Regions from separate parts of the Zea mays genome. Here regions 1 and 3 are each linked to region 2. Evidence: chromatin contacts called from public Hi-C data. All regions are on one chromosome and are shown on one strand. The core of a region is the stretch at or near the end of the contact, and the rest is flanking DNA. Distances in the headings are between cores, read along the strand shown.

What was found. A called contact is a pair of places that touch in the nucleus more often than the background predicts.
Region 1: a contact with region 2 is called in a Hi-C map of ear, with 3 times the contacts expected there. The contact joins the enhancer-like site here to the promoter of LOC100192913 in region 2. A contact is called at or near these places in 2 of 25 Hi-C or Micro-C datasets (ear and tassel).
Region 3: a Hi-C map of leaf shows a contact between it and region 2, with 5 times the contacts expected there. The contact joins the promoter of LOC100192940 here to the promoter of LOC100192913 in region 2. A contact is called at or near these places in 4 of 25 Hi-C or Micro-C datasets (bundle sheath, ear, leaf and 1 more).

Annotation. Positions count from the first base shown.
Region 1 is chr3:65,810,092-65,812,791 of Zm-B73-REFERENCE-NAM-5.0, reverse strand. No RefSeq gene overlaps it. Among protein-coding and RNA genes, the nearest start is that of LOC100193175, 95 kb to the left of the region's middle. Within about 2 kb of position 1,336, at least 18 of the 20 cell types and tissues checked have an H3K27ac peak or open chromatin away from gene starts, as enhancers often do. A contact at or near this core is called in ear and tassel, where this site is marked.
Region 2 is chr3:66,339,572-66,342,271 of Zm-B73-REFERENCE-NAM-5.0, reverse strand. LOC100192913 reads left to right here and starts at 1,333. Exons shown (of 7, transcript XM_020549461.2): 1 at 1,333-1,875. The coding sequence starts at 1,624.
Region 3 is chr3:65,638,980-65,641,679 of Zm-B73-REFERENCE-NAM-5.0, reverse strand. It overlaps LOC100192940, which reads left to right and starts at 1,280. Exons shown (of 2, transcript NM_001138121.1): 1 at 1,280-1,374; 2 at 1,530-2,700. The coding sequence starts at 1,354.

The sequences.
Region 1 (2,700 bases), core at 87-2,586, 530 kb after region 2:
CGCCTCGTAAGTCGCCTCGGCCGCAGGGGTTAAGGGGTTTCCTTCCTGTTCGGCGGATGCAGAAGCTGGAATCCCAGACTCGCGCGGGTTTCTCTCTGTTGATTGCGCGAAGATGGTTTTGGAAATCGGGAAACGGGGGAGACGTGGGATGCTGACGGAGAAACAGGGGTTAACAGCATCGTAACTGTGTATATGCTGACCAGGTCTGGTTCAACCAAATATGCATATTGACTAGCCTGGACTTCCTCTATTATTGGAAGCACAGGGCTCTTAATATATAAACTATATATATATATATATATATATATATATATATATATATATATATATATATATATATATATATATATATATATATATATACACACACACGGTATTAAGAGTACAAAATACTTATTTGAGTAATAATCAAATTAATGGCATGGGCATAATGAAGAATCGTGGACAAGTACGTTGCACATTTGCTTGCTTGCATGTCGTAGAAATGCAACTTCACATGCACCGAAGTGTACACATATATAGCTAGTGCACGCGTAGCTTTTTGATGGGAGAGAATTAAACATGTTTTAATCACATAATTAAAGAAAAAAAAAGAGGAAGTCACTTGCCATGCACATAGACTACTGACAACCTGCTACTACCGAAACTTTTTTTTGCATTTTGACCCTTTTTTAGAAAAAAATCACGTTTGGACCCTAGAAAAATTTAATGTTATTTTTGGACTATGTGCTCGGCGTCATAGTCTATGACACCGAAATAACTGTTGTGCTGGTACAATCCGGACGTCGTGGCGCCAACGTGGTACCGAGTTCAGCGTCACAGATCTTGGCGACGAGCTCGGTTGTATAAAAAATTTGGTCGTCCTGCCCTGCATGCATGTGCCGTGTCTATTGTTCCGTGGAAAAAAACGTACGGCTGCTCTTTCTCACATCTCACACCTAAACAAATCCAATGTGGCATGATGAAAAATAGAAAAAAAAAGAAAGAAATGTTGACGCGAAGGCTCGCCTGGTGAAAGCTGTTGGTGAAGGGAACCAGCCAGGGGGTTGCAATGAGTAGATCTTTTGGTGGCGAAATGAAAAGCCACTGGCAAAGGAGCCTCTGAGACCACAAATCATAGTATGTACTGCCAGTACTGGCGTGGCGCCCTTTTTCTTCGATGTAACACTGCCCTACACACCCCTCCTATCATCAGCTGCGTGACAGCCAGCCAGCCCACAGGCCAGCACTCTGTCTCCGATCCACCACTCTCCGATCCACCACTCTCTCCCGAGCGCTCTGTCTGTCCACCTCTCCACTCCACCACTGACACCGACACCCCACCTCGCGCTGGCATGGCATGGAAGCAGAGCAGCGAAACGCACGCCGGCAGCAGACAGTGTGCATGCATGCATGCATGCATGTACCAGACGCGCACTCACGGACGAACGAATAAAGGGATTGGCTGGCGCGACAACGCCAGCGGACACGGCACATGCATGCAGTGGAGGACGGCCGAATTTTTTATACAACCGAGATCCATACCAAGATATGTGCAGCACGACGTCGAGGTTGTGCCAGTATAGCAGGTGTCTCGGTGCCATAAACTATGGTGTCGAGCTGTGTTACATCGGCGCCATAGGCTAGGGCGCCGAGCAAAGAGTAAAAAATTGACATTAAATTTTTCTAGGATCTAAACGTGATTTTTTTCGAAAAAGGGCTAAAATGCAAAAAAAACTCGGCGGCTACTAGCGCGCTTGGTTTTCAAATAGAGAAGACCAAAGTCTGAAGGAAGGAACTGTCAAGTGTCAACCCACGATCTCCATGTTCGTACGAACCTGCTCTTCCAGGCACACCTAGCAAACGCCTGCCTCGTGCCAGGTCTGCGACAACGTGCGTACGACTGCTGCACATCTCTGCACCCCACACACCGGCTCGTTCATCAACGCTGGAGGAGATGGACAGGACCATGGTCGCCGCTCTGCTTAGGTCGCAGCGCTCACCATAGACGTCGCTAGGCTGTCTCACTCTTGCGTTTGCCTCAAGAAACAAAAGGTTGCTGGTGGGTTGCAGAAAGCAATGTTGGGCTGCGGGAGGAGCACCATCAGGCCTCTAAGGCTATCCGCACTCATACAACTCTAAATTTCTACTCTAAATGGAATATCTTGTCCCTGTAAGCGAGATTCTCTACTCTATACCGCAATTCTTCGCAATCATATTTACTCTATATCTCAACCCTATACCAACTACCACATATTATATCATTTATTTTCACCATCACCACAGCATATACAGCCACATCCCATGCCATCCAATCACGTCAGAGACAAAAAGGACAGATTTAGAGTAAAAAGGGACGAACTCTACAGGTAGCGTTCATCGTGCCTTCCGTATGCTTTGCGTGGCTGGTAGGGTCATCCGCTGCAGCAGTTTTTTACTGGATGTGTAGCTGTATGTTCGTAGCGTTTTGTTTAGCGCACGCCACTGCGGACAGCCTAAAGCCCCTTCATCCAGAAATCGCTGCTTCTCCAGACGTCATCGGTAAGAAAATTCTCCAACAAACAACTCTCTAGAGCATACCTTAGAAAGAAATTTGTCCCAGAAACCTCAAAGGCATATCCTTAAGGAAAATCACACCACACGGTCATACACACCGTTGTGGTCCATCCGATAAATTTACTGCAAGGGGTTTTCTCTACAGAGCTATAATTAACATAATTT
Region 2 (2,700 bases), core at 84-2,583:
GTTGGTATATGAAATAATGAGATCTTGATGCTTGTTGAAGTGAATGTTTTACATTAGGAGCAAATCTAGATTTTTGCTAAGAACATAATTTTGAGCTAAAATATTGAAATTAAGATTCACTTTTTAGTAAGCTCTTCCTCAAAATAATGAAGTTTGATTCTTAATAAATGCCTCTCCTTGAGTCCCCAAGCCTGCATGCCATTTTAGTCTTTTCTTTAGTCTGGTAAGTCTTGTAGAATACTTGCGTACTCATAATTATATCCCACCATGTTGTTGCGGGTAATGGTTTTGTTCTGTTGTGGATAATGCTAAGTGCAGGTGGGCTCGACCTTCTCGTATAAGTATCTCGTTTGTATTTCTTTTCGAGGATTGTCATTTGAGCTAGCATGCAATTCAAACACATAATCGTATTTATATTATTCAAGGATATATTACTTTAAATAAAATTTTTAATCACTCCAAGATTGTACTTTGTAAGCCCTTTGTAATATGAATCAAGCTGCAAAACTTCAGTATGTGATTTATGTTTGCTTAATCTTGTGATCTTGATTGTAAGTTGTTCATCCGAGGCCCCCGTGACACTCGAACATGTTCTTTTAGGGTGTGTTTAGTTGCAATGACAAAACATGACGGGATGGGACGATCTTTCAAATAAGGTTGTTTGGTTCAGAATCAAGAGTTAGGACATGACTATCTCAGTGTTGTCCCCAATTGTCCCTCAAAATTGGAGGGATGAGAGGGGACGCCAGGGGACGTCCCTATCCTGGTTGTCTCGCAACCAAACACACCCTTAAGTTATCTGGTACATATGCATAGCCGTTTGAGGTTTTCGGGACAAAGATAGATGCATGTGGGCCATATAACTTAGGAGGTTCTGCCACGCTTAGACGAAAACAATACTAATTATAGTATAATTACTAGTTGTGTACAGAGTATATTGTAAACTTTTATTGTGAAGGCGTGGGAGTATTCTAGACATTGTATTATGAAACATTGTACCATGATCAACACAAGCCAAGACCTATACAAATACCTTCGATATGTGCTGTTTTTGGTACAAAGTAAATTGTAAATTTTCATGATAAAGATGTGGGAGTACTTCAGACATTGTGTTAGGATTAACGAAGGTCAAAACTTATTATACAAATACTTTTGACGTGTGCTGTTTCTGGATATGAAATCGTTATTCATAATTATTATATCTATAGAAGTGATGCCTGTGTAAATTCCTAGTGCTAGTGCAACGCATTGCGTTTGGCGTGGTCGTAGCACTGCAGAAGCCGGGGCAGGTGTCAACCACTACAACGACGGCCGGACCGCACCTTAATCATAAGTGCGTGCATCAATCACTCTCCGCCAAACGTTAACCAAAGTGGCCGGCCGGCCCTGTTCCATGATGACTGATGCGCTGGCCAGCCCTGGCCCTGTCGTGCGCCTCGTCGTCGGCTGCACCAGGCCTTTTGACTACCAACCACTCTGCAGTCCTCTGCGCTTCTACGCATCCGCCCATCAATTAGCTGACGACAAGGAATCCCACCCCACTCCCGAGAGCAGCGAGGAAGGCGTGTGCTTTCTCTAGTCTGTGCAGTGCAAGCGCCGGAGCCCGCCGCCGCCGGCGCGGCCATGTCCTCCGCCTCGGGCCTCGGCGGGAAGGAGGTCCCCTCCGCCTTCTCCGTGGACCTCGCGGCCGCCGCGCGCCGGCTGCTGCTCTTCCTCCGCGCGGCGCCGGCCGGGGTGGGCCCGCGGTCCGTGCGGAGGTACGAGGAGCTGTGGATGCCGCTCGCGGCGGAGAAAGCAGGCGTAGGAGGAGAGGCGGCGATGCTGGTGCCGCCGCCCGACGTGCACCTCGTCTGGCTCTGCCACTGCTTCCACCATGTCAGCCTTCTTTTATTTCTTGCCACCTTTTCGGTTCTTCATTTATTGCCACCATGTCAGCCAACTTTTATCTCTCGGCGAATCACTCGGCCACTTTATTCATTCGAACGCCTCTCCCTCTGTCACTAAATTGTGGTATTGACTTTTGAGGATTTATTTACATTATAAATTGAGGAAAGATATGTGATAAGACAACTAAACACAGTGATTATGCCCACAACGATCAGTTTCTTGTTCTTACTATCTAGTAGTCTCTGTCCCAAAATAACTTGATGTTCTACATTTGTCTTAAGTCAAACTATCTAAATCTTAATGTTGATAAAAATATGTACACTAGAATACTTGTGTTTACATTACAAAATAAGATCATTAGATTCATCATGTAACATATATTTTCATATTATACCTATTTGTTGTCACAAATGTTGCAAATTTCTCTATAGATGATCACACTTAAATTGCAACCATACACTCCTAGTAGTAGTATAAATTACTGTGCTTACTTGTTTTGGAAATAATTAACTTCAAATGAACCACTTGCTGGACTCCAAAAGGAACTGAGGTGCCGTTTGGTTCAGATGTTGGTAACGTAATGGGTAACCGATAACGTTAAATGATGTTTGTTTAAGTCCAACCGTAATCGAATACCACACTAGAAATGGATACCGGCCTATTCAAACTTGTTACCGCCGTTACTCAAGTTTGAATCATTATCATTACTATTTACGTTACAAAATGTGAACCAAACAACACCTGACTTCTGCCGAACTCAGCTGCTTTTGCCCCTTCAACACTTCTCACCAAGTGCTCCATCTGAAATTTCTT
Region 3 (2,700 bases), core at 31-2,530, 700 kb after region 2:
AAAGTATAAGATGAGATCAAGGGGTCGGGGAATGTTAGAATTGATCTCCACCAGTTGGCCCAACGTCCAACTGGGCCCTGACCTCGCGCTTTGATTGGGGGCGTCCAACCGTATAAATAGAGATGTGGGAGACCAACGAGAAGCATGAGGTTTGCAGTAGCTACCGTCTCAGTTCCCCACCTCAAACCCTGGCTATCTATAGGGTGGGTTGTTAGCAACGGGAAGTCCACCGCCAATGTCGAACTCGCTTCCCCAACCGTCGCTGCCCTAGCATAGATCTTCGCTGATGAATGTGGAAGCGAGTTTGACATTGGTGGTGGACTACCTGTTGCTAGCAACCCACCCTGTAGATCGGTCTAGGGTTTGAGGTGAAGAACATAGACAGTAGCTACTATGAACCTCGTGCTTCTCGTCGGCCTCTCACCTCTCTATTTATAGGGCTGCGCAACAGGGATCCACTAGCTTCTTCTTGGATTCACTACTGGAATTCGACTCTTTGCCGAGTGTTAAATGTTTTACCGAGTGTTTTCTTTTGGGCACTCGACAAAGAAGCTCTTTGCCAAGTGACAGGCAAAAAATCCTTGGTAAAATAAAACACTCGGCAAAGAAAAAATACTCTTTGTCGAGTGTTTTATTTTTGACACTCAACAAAGAGTTTCTTTGCCTAGTGTTTTTTAACACTCGGCAACACTCGGCAAATAGTGTTTTTTCTTTGCCGAATTTTTTTTTATATACGACAAAGTTTTTGCAGAATGTCTAAAAAGTACTCGATAAAGAATCCTTTAACGATAAAATATTTGTCAAGTGTAACAATTGGCAAAGTTTTTGCCGAGTGCAAAATGGCCTCCCGGTCATAGCATGAGGTAGAACTCAGTTGGACGTTGGGCCAACTGGTGAAGATTAATTCTAAGGCTATCTCCAGCAGTATAATCATCCCAATATACATATTCAAATTCTACTATACGAACAGTATAATCTATATTGTAAAACAGTGTTTTTTTGTTAAACTTTGGGTAGACTACCCAGATGGCCTAAGAGACCAATCATACTCGGTTTCCCAATTATTGCTTCCACGACCGTGGACGTTGACTTCACTAAAAACAAGTCTTTGCTGCCGCTTTTTCTGTGTGATCCGTGTTATTTGCTTACGCGTTAAGTGTAAATTAAATTCGTCGACCACCGTATGCTGAAGCGGCGAAGCTGCTTACAAGTTTCTGCAAGGCTATAGTTTAAACAGCCAACATTCGAGCAGAAGAGACGCAGCTCCATTCCAGGCCCCGCAGCTTCTCCGTTCTCTGTCTGCGTGTGGTCGTCAGTTGCGGAGGTACCACGACCTCGCCAAGTTAAGCTTTGATGGCTGCCAGAGATCCCATGGTATGCACCGTAGTTCGTAAAATCTTAAATTTGCTTGACTTGATGTTTCATTCCAACTTCCATTCAGTTTACTCTGCAATCTTCTTCTAACGATTTGAACACAAATCCAACTTGATCCATTCCTATATAGTAGTAATATTTTCCATGCTCTGTAGGATGCATGGATGAACCGTTACCGTGCTTTCGCGGAAGGAGTGGTGGTGATGGTCTGCCCGGTGCTTCTTGCGATAGCGCTGAAGAAGGTTGACCTGAAGAGCGAAGAGCATGGTGGTGCCGTCCCGACCACCATGCTCGTGGTAGCAGCGGTTACTCTAGTCGCCGGTATTTGCCCCTACCTCGTCTGCTGTCTCTCCAAGAGATTCTTCAATAATAATGGGAGCTCCTCAGGTTCCCCACACGCTGCTACCATGTTGCTGGCACCCTTATCCAGCACATGTTTAGTGGCACTTGCCTGTTGGATCGTACATCTCATCCTAGACAGCTGGGCGTTCCCTGCGGTCGGCGCCCTCGTCGGACTCTGCTCCGCGATTCGTACCGTCATGCACTTCACAACCCGTGCGGGACAAGGAGATGCTGAAATGGAGTACTGCGATAGACTGGAGAGCTCGCTTGATTTCTTGGTTGGTATAACTGCGCTTCTGTTTCTGGGACTGGAAGGCCTCGCTCTGGAGGGTCAGATTAACAGCTCCAGCGGTCGTCTTACCACGCCGATCGGCACAAGCTTCGTTGTCTGTGTTTTTGCTGCGAGCTTAATGCTCGTGGAGACGATGCCTCCACGCAGACTCGTGAGGTATCTGACAGAGACCATTGATATCCTCACGGGTTTTGCCGTCTCCCTGGCTATGTTCTTCATCATGTATCCACTCATGGGACTACGAGCATTGCTTCTGCTAGCAGCTCCGTTCCTGATCCTCATGGCGTATGTCTTCTACGTCGCTATCGGCAAGGATGATGGCAACAACAACCACCAGGTTGCTAGCGCGAACGGCGATGAAGAATCGTCAGGTGTTAGCAGCAGCCGCAGGAGTGGTGCGGCGGCGGACGGTGATAATAAACCAGCGTCGCTTGAACTGACAAAAGTAACATTCGCAGGGTTCCTGGCGGTGTCGATACCAAGCATCAGCAAAGGTTCAGTCACCATTTATTCCGAATGTTTCTTGCACCTTGCAGCAGCAGCTGTTGTCTCAGGCCTCGTGTGGAGGCTCCTAACGCATTACAAAAAGTCACAGACCACCGTCGCAACTGTTGCAGATATTGCTTCCTTCTGCACCCATCTCTGTGTTGCAGTTGCGGTAATTCCGTTTACGATAATGGCCGGGAATGCAC